2 separate regions of the Danio rerio genome follow, and region 1 is linked to region 2. The links are chromatin contacts, called in public Micro-C maps. All regions are on one chromosome and are shown on one strand. The core of a region is the stretch at or near the end of the contact, and the rest is flanking DNA. Distances in the headings are between cores, read along the strand shown.

What was found. A called contact is a pair of places that touch in the nucleus more often than the background predicts.
Region 1: a Micro-C map of caudal fin shows a contact between it and region 2, with 16 times the contacts expected there. The contact joins the promoter of si:dkey-246e1.3 here to the promoter of hmox2a in region 2. A contact is called at or near these places in 8 of 18 Hi-C or Micro-C datasets (caudal fin, embryo, hematopoietic stem cells and 1 more) and 1 of 4 datasets of contacts at active chromatin or transcription factors (caudal fin).

Annotation. Positions count from the first base shown.
Region 1 is chr22:27,810,166-27,812,865 of GRCz12tu, reverse strand. si:dkey-246e1.3 reads right to left here and starts at 1,446. Exons shown (of 3, transcript XM_701337.9): 1 at 1,322-1,446; 2 at 1,043-1,139. The coding sequence starts at 1,406.
Region 2 is chr22:27,579,139-27,581,838 of GRCz12tu, reverse strand. hmox2a (heme oxygenase 2a) reads left to right here and starts at 1,318. Exons shown (of 6, transcript NM_001103139.1): 1 at 1,318-1,382. LOC141380293 (a long non-coding RNA gene) reads right to left here and starts at 367. Exons shown (of 7, transcript XR_012398075.1): 1 at 128-367.

The sequences.
Region 1 (2,700 bases), core at 197-2,696, 230 kb before region 2:
GCTAGCGAGCTGGCTTCTAACTATAATATAATCTGGTGTTCCAAAATGATTATTTTTTCCAACACCAAGAGTTGACTTATATCTACAAACATTGTTTAAAAATGAGAAGAGAACCCCCAAGGATATTATTGTGCAGCAGTAGTTATACCATGTGAGAGTTGCAGAGAGCTATAGTTGCCGGCTAATTTGAGATCCAAAAAGTAGGTGTTAAGAATGAGTCTAATACATTTGTGAGAGAATACAATTCTTGGGGAAATGTAAATATTTAAATAATATGAATGAAGCAAAAACCCTGGTTAATGTAATGCATTTAAGGAAAGAATGCAAACTTTCTTGAGAGAAAGCAGTATTTTTGTTAAGGGAACATTTTTGGGGGTAAATACAAAAGATTTATAGGCATATTCTGAGTTTCTTGGGAACACAATACATTTGAGAACAGAGCAATTTTTCTAAAGGGAAAACTAATTTAATTGAAGAATGCAATAAAATACTAGCTAGCAAACCTTGTTCTGGAAACAGTACTTTTGGGAGAGACTGCAAACTTTCCCCATGCAGGGTACACACAATTTATTTGGGGATTACAATGTTTTGTTACTTTCTAAAGGAAACACCTCTTGCTAGGAAGAAATAAACAAAAGCAAAAATCCGAGTTGGAAGCAAAATGGTTAAACATTCTGGGTGAAATGCATTTTTTTTTTTTTTTTTGAGGAAATATATATATTTTTTTCAAGTAAATGCAAAGTTTCTTTTAAGAATGCAGTGCTTTTGAGATAGGAACAAAAACTTTCTAGAAGGAACAAAAATACTTTTGCAAAATGAATGCAAAGTTTTTTTGGAAAGCACAATATTAAATATTTCTTCTGAACGAAACACATTTTAAAAGTCTGTTAGGTTTTTCTGACTTTACTTCATACCATATAAACACTTTTAATTAAAACGGAAGTTCACATCTTGGAAAATATTTTTTTTTTCTACAATGCATTGATACAGTATTATCCATACGTTATAATGCCTAAATACTTCTGATTTTTTTTTCACTCACCTCCTGTGTCTCAGGTATGAGAAACAACTGATAATTCCTGCCACAGCCAGGATGAACAGAGCTACTGCAGACAGGGTGATGTTGAACATCTTTACTTCTGTGTGAAGAAAGTGAGAATCCTGTGATTTATGGATGAAATTGTGCATAAATAGTGCAAGAGCACATTTATAATCGCTATTATTTTATTTTATTTAATCCACATACAATATTAATTTAAACAGACAGCACAAACACCTTAATGTAAAGTAAATGATAAATCAAAATGGCACTTTTTCTCACCATAGAGAGTAGCTTGTGTTTCTGTGTTGTCTGTCTCGAATGATGCCGTCCCGTTAGGAGATGGAGTGATCCCCGTTAGACTCATGTTGTCAATACCATAGGCCAAAAGTGAGCAACAAACTGCTCAGACTAGTAAGAGACAGCCAGAATACTCATTAGTATGAGCCCATGTGACTCAAATGGACTTGTTTCCATGGTAAATGTGCTACCTCACCACCCCGGTGGCCCCCTAACTTCATTCAGCTGACAGTTTGGGGTCTTTAAAGATCCAGGCCACATTCACAACCAAAACAGTGAAACGTTTTTGTGTCAAAGAATCCAGAAAACAAGATTCACTTGGAAACTTGGTGTAAGTATTTGTGCAAAATAAACTCGTTGCATCTCTTTTTGCGAAGCCTGTTGCAGTCTGATTGGAAAAACACAAAGTCTGTGTTCATTAGTGTTCATGCTTCATTTCATCTGGGACTTTAAAAACAATATTACGCAATTATCTCTGGCTCTCTACATGAGAATGCTTGGAAATAATCCCCTGATGCTCACATATATCCCACATTGTTTACAATTATGTTAGATATTATTTTTGAACAGCCTTCAAAGTTCTTTTCTGAAATAGTTATTTTTTCTATTATTAGACGACCCCAGTGTTCTTTCTATTTATAGGATGAGCAGATTTTTGAAGAGCCTTCAGATGTAAACATCAACTTGGCAACACATTTGTATTTTTAAGACACTGGGAATAGCTAAATCCCGGCTCAAATGGGTCATAATTATCAGTGTCTTAGTATGATGACATACTATGAACCAATCTAATGTCCGCCGCTTATAATAATATAAATATAACCTCTATTCAGGGCGAAGCAGTGGTACAGTAGGTAGTGCTGTCGCCTCACAGCAAGAAGGTCGTTGGGTCGCTGGTTCGAGCCTTGGCGCGTGGGTTTCCTCCGGGTGCTCTGGTTTCCCCCACAGTCCAAAGACATGCAGTACAGGAGAATTGGGTAGGCTCAATTGTCCGTGGTGTATGAGTACAGTATGTGTGTGGATGTTTCCCAGAGATGGGTTGTGGCTGGAAGGGCATTTGCTGCGTAAAAACTTGCTGGATAATTTGGCGGTTCATTCCGCTGTGGCGACCCTTAATAAAGGGACTAAGCTGACTAGAAAATGAATGAATGAATGAATGAATGAATAACTTCTATTCAATGTTCTCTGACTATAACTCATGCTAAATGTAGCCTACTGGCAACCTAAAATGGTTTTTAGACTTATCATGGAAACTACTTGGAAAATGGCAGAAAACATATTTTCGAAGGTCTGCTTGCACAAAATATAACTAATTAGGGACTTTTACCAGTAAACTGATAAAGTTATTTGTCTGTCATCAG
Region 2 (2,700 bases), core at 69-2,568:
CACTGAAAACTTACCAAAAAGTCAACCCCCTGATCGCGTAATTTGCACCCTGCTCACAACTTATAAAAAACAAATGTTTTCAGAAGAAAATGTTAACGTTAGTGCTGATACTTAGAGTAAAACTCACCGTCATGGCCTGAAATCTTCAATATGCTAAAGCCACTGATCTGTACAGCACTTTTTTGGCGCTTTCTATCCTCTCCCAAATCAAAATAAGCTATCGGTTTAGTCTAATGTTCCAGTTTTTATATAAAGTTCGGTGTGCTGGCGGTATTTAATTGTAGGCTGAATGAAAATCAATAAACAGGTGTTTTTAAAGGCCTTTTTTATCGTCCGCTACGTGATTCGAGATTATCTAGATTATACTGACCTCTACTGGTGATAGTGGAAATCGCTCCTGTCTTCAGACCATTTGAAATCTAAATAAAACGTCTAAATAAAACGTCAACGACAATCCAGTTTTTATATAAAGTTAGTTGTGTCGTCCATATTTATATGTAGGCTTAGTGATGAAAAACTGTACAAAAGCAGAGGTCCTTCTTGTTCTTATTGTCCGCTACGTGTTTCGAGATTATATAGATTTGACTGACCTCTACTGGTGATAGTGTAAATTGCATCTGTCTATAAACCAACTGAAATCTTAAAAAAGTTGATGTCAGCATATATTATGCATTTATATTATGTAATATCATATATAATATCATTGATCGTTTTTAAATAGTTTTTATTATTAGCCTATAATTAATTGATGTTATCAAATTTTCATCCATCTAAAAAGATTTTATTCATATAGGTAACTTTTTTATATACTTCAAATAAAGTAATTTAGAGCATTTTTTCAGATATTTACAACTATTCAGAGTATGTATATCTGCTTTATCTGCAAAAAGATTATAAATTAAACAATACCTCGCTATTTTTCACACATTAATTTTGTGTAGCGACGTTTAAATCATCAATGGAGAAGCAGTGAAGAATTTTATTTATCATTTATTATTATTATTATTATTATTATTATTATTATTATTCATTAATCTTTATTTATTAACAGTTGCCTAAATGCCAAGCATATAAATTACATTCAGAAAGATTAACATATACATAATTAAATATATATTAAATTAATTAATTCAACTAGGGAAAAAAATAATAAAACAAACAAACAAACCCAGGAATACACAATATAAACATAATATAAATGATACAAAAAAATCACAAAATTTTTATATAGATTTAATGTTTTAGCGCTGACTACGTTTGAGACAGTCACAGTACGCGTCATTCTACTTCCTGTTTAGAGTCTGGTGGTCTGGTTGGGTAAACATTATACAACGTGATGTGAACTGCAACGGGTTGCTTTACCTTAAACACTGCGAAATCAGGTAATATAAACGATTCTGCTTTCCATCGGTAAAAAAACAACCTGACAGGCATTGCCTGCATCTATATCACTGTATTAAATGTCATTACGGTTTTTAAATGTACGACTTTATTACACAAGTCAATGTCACGGGAGTGTTTGTTGTTTATGTGCGCTCATGACACAATGGATGTGAGTTACGCAATGAAAACAAGAGCTGTCGTTATTGAATTGTTGCAGTTGTTGTGTGGGGACATTCGAAAACACTTTACTTCAGCTTAACGTTACTTAATGTAGCTTAACAGCAAGCGGGGGAAACCATATTTCTATAAATTTTCACACACAAACAAGTGACAAACACTTATTTTAATGTCAATAAAATGAGCTCAATTTTATTAAGTGAAACTTATCACGTTATACGTTTCTCCCCATTATAAGTCCATTATAATAAAAGGAAAACGCTTAACATGGCTTAATGTACCTCAGTGGGGCACACCACAACACTACACTAACTACTATCAAAGGATCAAGCTCTGATTCTGTAGATGAAATGAACAATGTCACATTAATAATTTTATCCCCCATTTAAGTCCATTATAAGAGCTTAATGTGGTTTAACGTAACATCCAGAGATGATCAACTTTCTATAAAAATACACTCATAAACACTTACTGCTGTGAAAAGAACAAACTTTTATTTTAGTGTATCAAGTGAACATTATCACTTTAAGCATTCTCCAAGGTCCATTGTAAGAAAAAAGCTCGAGGTGGCTTAACGTACTTTTAACCCAGACCAGACAAGCATAAATATCTGTCAAACTTTACTTGTGATTACCTTAACTATTAATGAAAGAGCGGGCCTTAATTCCATAGATAAAGTGAACAATATCACAATAAGCGTTTTCTCCCCCATTCAAGTCCATAATAAGGAAAGGCGTAACTTTACAACAACTGAGGGAAACTAAATGTTAAAAAGGCTGTTCATCAAATTTTATTTATGATAGATTAACACTTGCTGTCAAAAGAATGTGCTTTTGCATGTCATTGACATCCCCACAACAGCCTAGGGAAAAACGCTTGACACAATATTGTTCACTTTAGCTGTGGAAACGGGGCTCGTTCTTTTGCTAGTAGTGTTAATCAGAGAAAACGCTTAACGTTATGTTTTTTACTTTATCTATGGAATTGATACTCCTCCTTTTTACAGTAGTTGGGGTTAATTACAAGTACAGTTTGACAGAAATTTGGGTTTCTCTGGTTGAAGTTTTGGTGCATTAAACCACGTTAAGCTTTTATTTCACGTTAAGTGTTTTAGAATGTCCTGTTGTGTGTGTTTTTTCT